2 separate regions of the Sus scrofa genome follow, and region 2 is linked to region 1. A link is a contact called in public HiChIP or PLAC-seq data. All regions are on one chromosome and are shown on one strand. Each heading gives the region's core, a stretch centred on a gene start, on an enhancer-like site or on the middle of the called end of the contact. The rest is flanking DNA. Distances are from core to core; before and after follow the strand shown. Region 1 overlaps CHST11 (carbohydrate sulfotransferase 11). Region 2 has its middle 69 kb from the start of CHST11.

Region 1 (3,530 bases), core at 259-2,758:
TTAGGTGGCACTGTTGTGGTTGTGCTGATGAAGGATTTGGTATGAGAGATCTGGCCTGTCCTTCCCTTTAGAGTAAGTCAGATCAAAATAACGCCCCCAGCACCACTGGTGCTGGGCCCCGCTCTCTGTCTTTGTATTCCCTGGTATCCGAATCAATTTGCATCCTTCCTGTCCTGTTATCCTTTGGTGTTTTCTGATGGTTGCAGAAATTCATTCAAAACACAGCTACCTAGCGATTCCCTAGGGTTGACCTGACTTTGCCTAAAAGTCAGATGAACAGCAGCTCAACCTCTCTTGCCACGCTCCAGGGCTTGGCTGACTGCCCCTAGGTGCCAGACTGAGGGACGGTCATTCTCTAAGAGGCACTCCTCTGCTTTTCCCAGCTTGCCCAGGTGCAGAAGACACTATAGCCCAGTAGCTGGTTGCTGATTGCTGTCATAAGGCAGAGGACACTTGATGCTGGTACCCACGAGGCTCACACAAATTCAGTTCCTGTGGTCACTCTCTACAGGTTCTTGATTTAGAGTTTTAGGTTCTGGACAAGGCTTGCAGTGGTGGAGATGACTGTATCTTAAGGCTTTCTCTTGTGGATTTGCTTCCCTCAGTCTGTCTGTAAGGGTTGGTTTGAGACTTGTTTGTATAGGTCCCAACTTAGAAGGCCCATGGTCCTTCTCAGGCATGGAAGCCGCAAACCTCCAGTTCATGCAGCAGCCTCTCTGGGTGTGGCCAGCTGCTGGGAAGGGTTGTGATGGAGCTGAAGGTTTAGGAGTTGCAATGGGAAGCCATCAGGGCCCATGCCAGTCACCAGCACTTCTGGGGCCATCATTTTCGCACCAACTGTTTTATGCCTTGTTGGCATCTCATTTGGGTGCTCAAGCCAAAGGTTTTGAATGAATTCTCAAAAGCGCCTTGCACATGAGAGCTCCTAGGTAAATATATATAAATCAAAGCCAGCACAGCAGTAATCACGACCCATAATAATGGCTCCCTTTTATTGGGCGCTTACTGTGTACCACACACCATGCTGGGTGCTTTACTCAGATTATCTCATTTCCTCCTCCAGTCACCCCATCAAGTTGATGCTATGAGATGCCCATTTTATAGATGAAGAAGCTGAGTCCAAAGAGCTTAAAAAATGGCCCATAATCATGGCTAGAAAGCAGGGGGCAAGGATTTGAGCCCCAGGTGTCTTTAGGCACCTTCTGGAAGTGGGCAGATGCTCGGGGGTGAGACGCAAGGATGGATGCCAAGATTCATTTAGCTCAAAATTCCTTCTAAGAAAGTGGACTTTTCTGTCCAGAGCAATCTTATTCTAGATAGCACCCATGAAAAAATTTCTTCCCAACCTGAGATTTTAGCTTGAGAAGTAACCCAGATGTCGTCTTCTGGTCCCCGAGCCGCTGTTATCACATCACAATCGCATTTGCTCCTGTTTAATGCTGTTGGGCAGGGGGTGGGGCTGTCGTTCTGTATTTCCTGCCCGCAGCCAGTGTGTGGAGGGGGTAGGTTCACACTTGTATCTGGCAACCGTGTGGTCAGGTTTTTTGTGCGTCACTTCTCAGCATGGCATCCGATGGGCTTATAATTCTCAGAAAACACTGAGGTGTGTGGTTATTGCTGTCAGTAAACCCCGAGTGTGCTTTAAGGCTGTTCCAGCAGAAGAGAACCTTGGGGACCCACGGCTCCCATCCTTCCACTTTGCAAATGAGATACAAGCCTTCAGGAGACCGATTCCACTGGATTTTTAACTGTGAATAGAACGTTTGCTGTTAGAAAAGCAGGTTCAGGAAGTTCCCTTGTGGTGCAGCAGCTTAAGGATCCAGCATTGCCACAGCTGTGGCACAGGTTGCAACTGTGGCATGGATTTGATCCTTGGCCAGGAAACTTCCATGTGCCGTGGGTGTAGCCAAAAAAAAAGGTATTAAAAAAGAAGAACAGGCTCAGAAAAATACCTGGAGATCTCATACTGTTCCTTGATGTGGCCCCAGCCAAACGTTCTTCCTACCCACCTGCAACCTCAGGGCTGTAAATCACCTGCTGCCTCCCACAGCAAACATGCTTCCCTCTTGCCAGAATCACGTTGGAAGCTTTTTCTATTGTCAAGGGCAGGGCAGTGACTGTCCTAGCCCATATCAAGGGGACCCGTGAGCCCTTCATTGGTGTGTTGTGTCCTGGTTAAGGCTGGGGCAAGACCCCCCCCCCCGCTGCACCCCCCATCTAGGAAGCTAGCAAGAAGTGAGCCTGGTCCGTTCATTATTTCTTTAACAACATTTTCTGGAGCTCTATAATTATATGATGGATGGTACTAACTCTATTTGATGCTTCTCTGTGCTAGACACTGATAAGTGCTGTCTCATGTCCATCCCCATGACATGTCAAGGCTGGAGTGGGTTGAGGGGGGCACCTGGCCTTGAACATGGGGGAGAGGCTGTATCCCTGCCGCCAGCTCTGCGCCTGCATGGGCTTTCCCAGCTCCCTCTCCCGAGAAGATTTCCCTCTACTGTCATATCTTTACTATCCACCCTTCCCATGTCCCATACACCACTTTCACAAAATGCTCCCATATATTTTTGATTTAATACCACTCTGCAGAAAAATCACAGTTTAGGTCATAACTGGGTAGATTCCCTGTGGAAAGCTGGATGCGTCTGCATGAAGTTCTTGAGAGCATTTTAGATTTGTGTAATAGCAATTATGTCCCCATTCAGAGGGGCTAAAACTCTTGGGACTCAAGTGAAGATTTAAATATAAATGATTCCCATGGAGCCACAGGAAATCAATTGAGCAGAGAAAGGATTGGAAAGAAGGAAAAAGCAAGATTGTTTTCATCAAAATAACATGCACCACAAATAAGGTGAGAATCCGGTTAATAGCTTTCTATTCAAAGGAGTTGGCAGGAGAGAATGCGGGAGAGGGGAGAGGGTGCGGGGTCTGTGAAAACTGAGATGTTCCCTTGCAGTCACATCTTCTGTGCACTCTAAGCGTTGAGTCACTTCGTTTGTAGTTTTCTTTTCAATTAGCTAAAACCACTGTAACTTTTTAAAAAAAGTTATCTTCACTGTTGTTTTCTTCTTGGGTAGGAATAAAAACTGGCTGCTGAGTCCAGCTCATGTGAAAAATGGAAGCATTAAAATCAGCATTCGGGAGAACCTGACATAGTCTCTGTGAGGATGCAGGTTCGATCCCTGGCCTCGCTCAGTGGGTTAAGGATCCAGCATTGCTGCGAGCTGCAGTACAGGTCGCAAATCATTGCACATACCTCGGTGTGCATATGCCAATCCAAATCCCCAGTCCACCCCACTCCCCCACCACCGAATGTATTTTTGGTCATTTCCATGAAAACTCTGGGCCTGTGGTCAGGAGTACAAGCCCCTGTTTTGACACTGTTCTGACACTGTGTGGTGGAGTCCATATGATGTAGACTGTGCCTTCACCTAAGTCGCTGGCCAGGCATTCTACCTGCAATCATGTTTAATGCAATACGGTGAAGCCTGAATGTGGCAGAATGGGTGTGGGGTTCTTTGAACTCC
Region 2 (3,530 bases), core at 337-2,836, 280 kb before region 1:
AAAAAACAAATAAAAAGGAGTAGAGGTCTTTGTCTTGTTCCCAACATTATGGGAAAGCATTCAGTCTTTCAAGATTAAGTAGAGTTTTGTGGGTTTTGGTAGATATTCTTTTTAGAAAATGTTCCTCCATTTCCACTTTTTCTGAGTGTTTTTAAATCACAAATGGGCATTGAATTTTGTCAAATGCTCTTTTCTGCATCAATTTATATGAATATGGGATTTTCTTCTTTAGCTTGTTAGTATAGTAGATCTCACTGATTATTTTCAAATATTAAATCAGCCTTGCATGTCTGGGATAAATTCTTTGTATATACTGCTGGATTCCACTTGCTAATATTTTATTAAGGATTTTGTATCTATATTCACGAAGAATATTGATCTTTAGTTTTCTTTTTTTGTACTGCCTTTGTCTGGTTTGATATCAGGGTAATACTAGGATAATACTAACTTCATAAAGTGAACTGGAAATGTGCCCTCCTCGTGTATATAGCGTTAATTCTTCTTTAAGTATTCTGTAGAATCCTCCAGTGACACCACCTGGGTGGGTGTGGAGACATCTTTTAGGGGGAGCTTTTAATTACAAATTCATTTTCTTAATAGTTGTACGTATATTCATATTATCTAGTTCACATTGAGTGGGTTACATTCATTTGTATTTTTCAAGGAATTGGTCCATTTTATCTAAATCGTCAAATAATGTGTATTCTCGACAGCTTTTTTTTTTTTTTTTTTGGTCTTTTTACCTTTTCTAGGGCTGCTTCCACGGCATATGGAGGTTCCCAGGCTAGGGGTCTAATCGGAGCTGAAGCCACTGGCCTACGCCAGAGCCACAGCAATGAAGGATCCGAGCCGCGTCTGCGACCTACACCACAGCTCACGACAAACCGGATCCTTAACCCACTGAGCAAGGCCAGGGACCAAACCCACAACCTCATGGTTCCTAGTCGGATTCGTTAGCCACTGAGCCACAACGGGAACTCCTCAACAGCTTTTTGAAATTCACTTTCCTCTGCTAGTTCCTCTCATGTTGCAATGAGATGCTGATTCCCCCACACAGCTTCCCCACCCTCAATCAGGTCACAGAGCTGATAAATGATGAAAAGAATTATTCTGTGTCTCAACCCAGAACCAGCATCCTGGACCCTCAGGCAGAGCCCAGGATGGGACAATCCCAATATAAGCTCACAGAGTTTCAGGAGGAACTGGCCATGGGCTTCTCGAAAGTGTCCCAGACCCGATAGGGAGGGAAACACCCTAAGTCACCTCCCTGGTGAGACCTCAGAGGAAGAAGAGCCCTTCCGGACCAGGTTTGAGAAGAAACGTTGAGGACCCTGGGCACCACTAGGTGGCGCTCAGCATGCACAGTTTCTCGCAGTGGCCGGCGGTGGATCCAAGAAGCTCTGCCTCGGAAGACAAGGCTGTGAGGCATTTTGTTCGTTAGAGAGATGAGCTCTAGAATTCAGAGCCTGCAAAAAGACCCCAGGGACAGAGGGCTGATGGCGTTTGCAACCCTCTCTGAGGCTTCCCTGCAGGCAAAGGTGCTATGGCTTGGGAGGGCGGAGCTGGCTGCCGGAAGTCAGAGGCGCCAAAGCACAGCTGCGGAGGCAAGAACATCCTCCCAGAGCTTCTGAGCGGTGACCCTCCAGCCGGTCCTGCCGCATCCTGAAGAATCTACGTCAGTCCCCTTCGAGGGCTGTTCCTCAGCGCCGTATCCCTCACACGATCCAGCCCCTCATTCAATACACTTTCAGGGAAGAGCCCTCTGCAGTCCACTGGGAGGCCGAGGGTGCTCCTGCCTCTGCCACCTGACTGCACCTCCGCCGAGTCTGGAGCAGCTTCTTTCCTAGATTCTGCGCCAAGTCCAAATCCTGACTCAACCTCTCACAGGCGGTGCCACCTTGGGAAGTCACTTAACCTTGTGACCTCAGCTTCACGTCTGCCACCTGGGGATGATGATGACACCATCTCATAAAGTTGTGACGCCCTAATTTAGGTTTTCATTTTCCTTCCTGTCCTGTGGAAAAGAGAAGAACTTTCCTTGGAGCCTCCTGCTCTAGGATGTGCAGGACCTAGTGAGCCCTCCATGGGGCTTTGAAGGTATTTTTATCATCACTCTTTTATTGCTACTCTTTGTGCCTTTTCTACCCCAGCCCTAGCGGCAGATGCATCCACATTCTACTGCTGCTCTAACAGATGACTACAAATGGAGTGGCTGAAAACAACGTACATTTGGCGTTCCCTGGTGGCACAGAGGGTTGTCACTGCTGTGCCATGGGTGCGATCCCTGGCCTGGAAACTTCTGCATGCTGTGGGTGTGGCCAAAAAGAAAAAAAAATGCAGATTTATTCCCTTGAAGTTCTGGTGTCCAGAGTCTATAAGCAAGGTGTTGGCAGAGCTGAGTTGTTTTTAGAGGCTTCAGGGAATAATTCGTCTCCCCATCTTCCAGGGCCACCCACATTCCTTGGCTCGTGACCCCCCCACCTTCTGGCATCACTCTGACCTCTGGCTTCCATCATCCCATCTTCTGCTTACCCTCATCCTCTTTCCTCCCTCTTCTAAGGATCCTTTTGCTTTGGACCCATTCAAATAATCCGGGACAGTTCGAAGCTCTGTGCCTTAATGATGGTAACCGAAGGGCAGAGGAGTGCTTCACAGGAGGCTCCAGGGAAAGTTCTTCTCTTTTCCACGGGACAGGAAGGAAGACGAAAATCGCTGAAGCAGTAGGCATGGGAAGATGCCACATGCAAAAGAGTTTCATCACAGCATGGCCTGTAACAGCGGACAACTCAAGGAAATCATAGACTTTGGTTAAGAAGGTGGTGGCGTATTGAGAAAAAATTGCTGTGCTGATATTTAAAATTATGTAGTGACTATAAAACATGAAGAAAGATTTGCAGAATAGTTTTGAGAGAAAAAATTATACACACAACTGTGTGTGTATATATGTACCTATGTATGTGTGGCCTATCTATCCGTGATTATAACCATGTAAACATTATGTGAGTTTATAAGAATTAAAGTCAGGAGTTCCCTTCGTGGCTCAGCGGTTAATAAACCTGACTAGGATCCATGAGGATGAGGGTTTGATCCCTGGCCTCACTCAGTGGGTTAGGATCCGGTGTTGCTGGGATCTGTGTTGTAGGTTGCAGACACGGCTCGGATCTGGCATTGCTGTGGCTGTGGCATGGGCTGGGGCTACAGCTCCGATTGTCCCCTAGCCTGGGAACTTCCATGTGTCGCACGTGTGCCCCAAAAAGCAAAAAAAAAAAAAAAAAAAAAAAAAGGAATTAAAATTAGAGGCCATTATTAATAAATGAAAATAATTACTTTGTAAGGCTGCTGGGATTTTGAACAGCTAAAAATACCCTGTAAACTATTCTACAGTAGCTTCTGCATTTTTTGTCCTCTAAGGACCCCCCACAGGAGTTTCTGAGCAGGTAACCATTGGCTGGTTGTCATCTTCCAGGGCCTGCTTGGTGAACCCATTATTCCGACGTCCCTGGTTCCACCCTTCAGAGATTCAGATGGAC

Evidence for each region. HiChIP or PLAC-seq counts read pairs in DNA pulled down with a chosen protein or histone mark.
Region 2: a contact with region 1 is called in an H3K27ac HiChIP or PLAC-seq map of alveolar macrophages. The contact joins two enhancer-like sites. A contact is called at or near these places in 3 of 47 Hi-C or Micro-C datasets (embryonic fibroblasts and epiblast stem cells) and 1 of 2 datasets of contacts at active chromatin or transcription factors (alveolar macrophages).

Annotation. Positions count from the first base shown.
Region 1 is chr5:79,857,334-79,860,863 of Sscrofa11.1, reverse strand. All of the region lies in intron 2 of CHST11 (carbohydrate sulfotransferase 11), which reads left to right. Among named protein-coding and RNA genes, the nearest start is that of CHST11, 210 kb to the left of the region's middle. Within about 2 kb of position 1,508, at least 8 of the 83 cell types and tissues checked have an H3K27ac peak or open chromatin away from gene starts, as enhancers often do. A contact at or near this core is called in alveolar macrophages, where this site is marked.
Region 2 is chr5:80,135,702-80,139,231 of Sscrofa11.1, reverse strand. No RefSeq gene overlaps it. Among named protein-coding and RNA genes, the nearest start is that of CHST11, 69 kb to the right of the region's middle. Within about 2 kb of position 1,586, at least 21 of the 83 cell types and tissues checked have an H3K27ac peak or open chromatin away from gene starts, as enhancers often do. A contact at or near this core is called in alveolar macrophages, where this site is marked.